Linked DNA regions of Sus scrofa: region 1 is linked to region 2. A link is a contact called in public HiChIP or PLAC-seq data. All regions are on one chromosome and are shown on one strand. The core of a region is the stretch at or near the end of the contact, and the rest is flanking DNA. Distances in the headings are between cores, read along the strand shown. Region 1 holds the start of IFNAR2 (interferon alpha and beta receptor subunit 2). Region 2 holds the start of C13H21orf59 (UPF0769 protein C21orf59 homolog).

Evidence for each region. HiChIP or PLAC-seq counts read pairs in DNA pulled down with a chosen protein or histone mark.
Region 1: an H3K27ac HiChIP or PLAC-seq map of alveolar macrophages shows a contact between it and region 2. The contact joins the promoter of IFNAR2 here to the promoter of C13H21orf59 in region 2. A contact is called at or near these places in 2 of 47 Hi-C or Micro-C datasets (embryonic fibroblasts and epiblast stem cells) and 1 of 2 datasets of contacts at active chromatin or transcription factors (alveolar macrophages).

The regions. Positions count from the first base shown.
Region 1 is chr13:196,764,321-196,767,590 of Sscrofa11.1, forward strand. It overlaps IFNAR2 (interferon alpha and beta receptor subunit 2), which reads left to right and starts at 1,767. Exons shown (of 10, transcript NM_001204775.2): 1 at 1,767-1,844. All of the region lies in intron 4 of LOC110256370 (40S ribosomal protein S2-like), which reads right to left.
Region 2 is chr13:196,224,013-196,226,842 of Sscrofa11.1, forward strand. It overlaps C13H21orf59 (UPF0769 protein C21orf59 homolog), which reads right to left and starts at 1,383. Exons shown (of 7, transcript XM_003132752.4): 1 at 655-1,383. The coding sequence starts at 793. It overlaps LOC102160250 (40S ribosomal protein S24-like), which reads right to left. Exons shown (of 1, transcript XM_005670326.1): 1 at 2,599-2,830. The coding sequence ends at 2,599.

The DNA.
Region 1 (3,270 bases), core at 517-3,016, 540 kb after region 2:
GTGTGTTTTATCAAGAAAAATTGCATAGCGGAGTTCCCATCGTGGCTCAGTGGTTAACAAATGCAACTAGGAACTATGAGGTTGTGGGTTCGGTCCCTGGCCTTGCTCAGTGGGTTAAGGATCTGGCAGTGCCATGAGCTATGGTGTAGGTCGCAGATACGGCTCAGATCCCGCATTGCTGTAGCTCTGGCATAGACTGGTGGCTACAGCTCCGATTAGACCCCTACCCTGGGGACCTCCATATGCCGCAGGTGTGGCCGTAGAAAAGGCAAAAAAGACACAAAATAAATACATAAATAAATAAATAAAAAGAAAGAAAGAAAAATTGCATAGCAGACTCTTAAATAAATACCATTATTATTTTTTTTTTTTTTTTTGCACCCAGCAAATATTTATCAAGAAACCACTTAATCCCAGCACAGTGCTGAGGGCTCTCACAAAATTCTTTCTACTGAATTTCCACCACAGTCCTTAAGAGGCAAGCATGAAAATGCCCATGCTTCCACACAAGGAAATTGAGACTCAGAGAGGTGTGGAAATGACATGACAGCTTTGGCTCCAGTCTTGAGTATGAGATACTCGCATACTTCCTGCGTTAGGAGGGGCCACAATCAACCAAGAATGTAACAGCAACTGCCCCTTTTCCAGGCTTATCTCTCTGCACAACCTCGTTCTGCCAAATGCAATCGGCAGTTGCGAGCAAAGGCAGTTCGAGAACGCCATTTCTTTCTTTGAAGTGTGATCAGAAAACAGCCCTATCTTTGCCAACCAGCTTCAACTGCAGTACCCTGAGCTGCATGGATGGGGTTCATGGGTTAGAGGGGATATGGTGTTTTGTCACTAAGTCTCACAGTTTGCAAAAGATGGCTCATCTGAGAAAGAGAGTAAAGAGTATTTAAGATTATCCCTTTGAAAATATCCCATCACCCCCTAAATTTCCTAGGCTTTCTTGGGTGGGAAAGGGGCAGAGCAACTCCAAGCCCAGAAGGATGCTTTGTAGCTGGAAATACCACATTCCCCTGCATCACTCAGGAGAGACATGGGGGCCCCGCTGCACAATGCCCCTCACCGCATATCTCACGCTTTCCTGTATTCGTACAGGCTTGCGTGACACAAGCTGACAAAAATCAGGTTTTCCAGTCTGTCTCCCAGATTATACTTTACAGAATACTGGCACATAAATATGCAGTCACCAAGTATTTGCTGGTGTATTAGGGGGAAAACTGTAATCTACATGCAGAAAACAGACATGAGATAAGCTGGAGTGATTGGACCTATGTGAGATGGTAGCGAAGTTATTTTCAGACAGCGCCCAGGGAAGGAGCCTGGCTCAGAAAGGGACGGGAAAAATGCTCACAAACTTTGGTTTATGGCTTATGGGAAAAAGACCCAGATGGAACAAGATGGCAGAGTTGCACTGACCCTTTGAGGAAGGAGAAGTTAAGATGTGGCATCTAAACCACAAGGCAGACACCAGAAAAAAAAAAAAAAATTGCGTAAGCAAGGAAATTCTCAGTTTGGAGCATCTTCTTATACTCAGAGGAAATGTTATTCAAAGTTGCAGCTAGTGAGAAATTGAGGAACAGATGCTTGATAGTTGGTGTGCAGTTTTTGCCTGTAGTCGTAATTGGCAGGGGCAGTTCCACGGCGTTTCAGAGGCCGAGGTGGAAAAGGAGGAAATAGAAGGGGCTGGGGACTGACGGTCACAGCATAGAGGCAGCCACCAAGGATGAACTGGAGCAAAAAAGCAGAACTGTCTACAAGGCACGTATCCCTGAAAGAGTATTATGCAGAGAAGCCCCAACAGCAGCGGCTGTGGCTGAGCGAATCCTGCTTGGAAGCTGGTAAGCCCCTCTCAAGCCCCAATGGTAATGATGGTAGGTGAGCAATCCGTTATCTTTTGTCAGCATCATCCATGCTAGCCTCCTCGTCGCCTTCTTCCCACATCCTAACCCAAGGAGCCAGGCTTTCTTCGTACAGTTTCTATTCTGCAGGAGGTTAAGCCAACAGAGAATCAAAACTAGGAGTTCCCGACAAGGAACGAATCCGACAAGGAACCAGGAGGTTGCGGGTTTGATCCCTGGCCTCGCTCAGTGGGTTAAGGATCCGGCGTTGCTGTGAGCTGTGGTGTAGGTCACAGACGAGGCTCAGATCTGGCATTGCTGTGGCTCTGGCGTAGGCTGGCAGCAATAGCTCTGATTCGACCCCTAGCCTGGGAATCTCCATATGTTGCAGATGCGGCCCTAAAAGGACAAAAGAGAAAAAAAAGCTAGTTATCACTATGTATAAAATAATAAGCTAGGACCGAGAGTGTGAACAGTTGTTTCTGCAGCATCTGGAGCGTGGTCCTCCGGGCATTGTTTTCTGCTTTATTTTGTCCTTGGTGGCCTTTGGAGGGGCTGAAGTAGCTCCGGAGAGGTGGGACGGCAGAGATGAAGAGTGTACACCACTTTTGCGGGTTACAGATGGTGTGCAGAGAAGTGGGCGCTAAATGCGTGCTACCATAGACCCCGATTCAGGCTGGGCGAGAAGTGTTCCCATAGGGAAGTCCCCATGTTTTTGGAAACAGATTCATTCATACAACCATGCATTTAGTTGCACACCTACTATGTGCTATGCGCTGGGCACAGAGTAATGACAGCATCCCATCAAGTTCTTGGGCGATTCTGATGGGATGCCTGCAAATGAGGGACTTGGTTGGATCCAGAGGACGTGAGCTTTTATGCAGGGGGATAAGCCATATCTCCCTAAGGGGCAAGGTCAATGGACCTGGACAGAGAGTGGTTTTAACTCTCAGTAATGGAGAGACCGGTACCTGTAGGTCAATAGGTACAAATGAGGACAGCTGAAATCTACATGGAGCAGCTGAAAACTGGCAAAGAGGTTTAAGCTCCTCACCATTCATTGGGCATTCAATTCCCTGAATGCACCAGACTTTGGGACACACCAGCCCACAAGGCCCCTCTGTGTGAGTCTGGGAAAGGCACGGTGTGGGCACCTATCTTCCTGGGAACTGGGTGAAACCTGCTGTCCCACAGCTGGACTTGAGAACCCACATACCGCCTCCCAGCCTGCTCTGCTGGGGCCTTCTGCCTTAGACATTTACCCAAGTTCTTCCATCTTCCTGCAAGGCTTCCCCACACCCCCACCCCTTCCCACCTCCCCTTCCAAACCCCACCTTAGAGATGACCGTCACAGAGTTCCCGTGTGGTTCATCAGATTAAGAACCTGACTAGAATCCATGAGGATGCAGGTTCGATCTCTGGCCTC
Region 2 (2,830 bases), core at 133-2,632:
CCAAGGAACATTTGCTCCGCGGTGGAAAGTTCCATTGGACGGCACTGCTCCAGAGCGTTGAGAGAGCAAGCGACCAAAACATTGTAACATGAGACTCAGGCTGTTTCCTGGGGAAGGGAACACCATGAGAGGTAAGATCAACGAGGCTCTCTCACTCTTTCTCACCCCTGAAGGCTGTCCCAAAGCTGAGCGATTCATCCAGAAACTGTTCTACCTCAAAAGTCACAAAACACGGAATTCCCTTTTTTAAAAAAACGGCCCTTTGGTCGTCCCACCTCTCACACTTGCTCAAATCAGACAACACCTGCTCTTGGGCCCAGGCTTTCTGTTCCCTCCTGTGCTTCTTGCCTCTGTACTGGGCCTATTTCAGTTTGTTTGCTCCCAGCGCCCCAATCCCGGCTCCCAGACCCTGGGGTGGGCCAGCCAGCTCTCCAAGCATCTCTTGGCGAACGCCGCGGTCCCATTTCAAGCCCGGCTGTCGCACATCTTTTGTAAATCTTCACAAACTTGACCCTCGCCCCGAGCCTGCTTCTGAAAGCCTCGTGGGTCCCGCCCAACTTCCTCCGTTCCAGACCGCTCCGTTTCTCCCTCCCTCCCGGACCCGGAGCGGTCCAGGATCCCACGTCGCAAACTTGAGGCGCTGCGGGGCCGCACCTGAGCAGATGCGCTGCACCTTGAGCCGCGCGTTGTAAACCTGGGCCACCTGCACGGTAAGCTCCTCCAGCTCCGTGCTCCCTGGTGCCTGCAGCAAGAACTGGCTCTCGTCGCCCCGTTTCACGTGCAGCAGAACCATGGTGGCCCCGGAGGCCCCGCCGAGACGGCGAGAAGGCCGGGGGAGGAGCGGGCCGCGGTCACCCGCCAGGCGAACCGCGTCGACCGACTAACTGCTGCTGGCAGTTAGGCCGGAACCCAGAGCTCCGGCCTCCGCTGTGCGGGGGGAACCAAACTCGCTCCCGGAAGTGGCTGTTGCCCGGAGAAACAGGAAACAAAGTTTGAGGGGCCACGACTCCAGGTCGGACTCCGGGGCTGGGGAAGCTACGGTGCGCGGAGATCTAGTTCTCCACTACAGGAAGCAGGTGCTGCTGAGCAACCCTCTACACAGTCCTGGAGGACCGCGGGTGCCTGAGCCTACCCGCCGAGCCGGATTCGCCCAGCACAGTTGCCGGAAGTGGTTGTTGTCGGGGCAACCAGCAAACAGACCAAGCAGCAGGAGGGGAGCGCGGACCTCCCAGTCCGCTGGCTTGGGGCCCGACACTCCACTCAAGGAGATGGGTGGAAGGGAAATTTCTAGGCCGGGAGTGGGTGGGGTGGTGGGCACCCGCAGGCGCCGAGCCCCTCAACAGCCTCCACAGGGCACCTGCGAGTCGCAGGAGCATTTCCGCCGGCTCCAATCCTCACTTCCGGAAACGCCTCCTGCCGCTTCCGGTCTGCGCCGTTTTGGAGAGGCTGTCCTGGCTCGCTCATGGTGCCTGTTTCCTCTGCTCGGGTTTTCAGCACGGAGGCGTTTGGGAAAGTGTCCATATTCCTTTGTTCAGGCTGATTCGGATATATCTAGAGTGACTCGAGCAGCTGCTAGTGCAGCGACCTCTTCCCACCCCGCCAACCATCCAGCCGACCACCAACCAACAAATTCCTATTGAAGAGCAATAGGGCTTGTGCTGTTTCTTCCAAGAGCCGGTGACATGGCTGCAGGTCCACAGCTTTCCTGGAGCTTATGTTCAGTGTAGGTGACAAAGAGAAAACAAAAGTAAACAGACAAGGCAAATTCAAATAGAGGTATGAAGAAAACACGACAGGGCGACTGGCTTTTTAAATTGGTTGGTCAAAGAATGCCTAAATAAATGTGGATGACATTTGCACTGAGCCCTTAATAACATGGCGCCAACAAAACTAAGATACTGCGCAGCTCCTACCCCTAGTTATTTCCTTTGAAGCCCATTGCTAAATGCGAATTGATTTGAATATGGCAAGCACCTGCTACTTGGTATACCTGAAACCTTGGCTTCCTCCATTGAAAGTGTATCCCTAGAGTTCAGGGCCGAGTGGAGGAATTTTGTGACTGTAGGCCTGGAAATGCCCAAAGCCAATCCAGGGCCTCATATGAATACCATTAGGCTGGTAATGGCCAGAAGGGGTATGGCATCCAGGGAGGGATGTGTTTTCACCTCTAGTACTGTTGAGGCAGGGATCATGGAGACCCTGCAACATGCAGCACTGATCAGATTGGCACATGTCTCTCTTAGCTCCTGACCACTGGCTATTAGATTATCCCCATTTCTTCTGAATCCAGTTCTTTATCCATCATGCCTGCTTCAAATCTGGTTTACAGGTGCCTTCTGGGTAGTGTGACTGTTTATCCACAAACGTGTATTACAAGGTCTCGGGGTATAATTTTTAATAATATAAAATGAAAAGTATAGAAAAGCCATGTTTGTATTGGCGATCCAGTTTTGTTTAAATATGTAGTTTACGAACAGCATCTCTGGTGGGAAATCTGCCAAAGTGCCCCAGATGAGGCGGTTAACCATCTTTAATTTTTGTCAGCACCGATATTTGCCCTTGAGTTCCTCTTAACATTATTCTTTGGTTGTGTTCTTGTCAGTGTTCTCGTAAGGTCTTTTTCTTCTCATACGGGTCATATCTTGCAAGTTTGGTGTGCAGCTTTTTCTCGGTGTGGTTTACATGATTATAGATTATGAAAAACCCTGTTGTCTTGTCACCACCCAAATGGGTTCTGAATTTGAAGCCAAAGCTGACAAATGTGGGGTCTTGAGTACTTTGCTTATTGTCTGTAAATATTATAGGTACTGTTGCCTTTCTAGGATAAAGG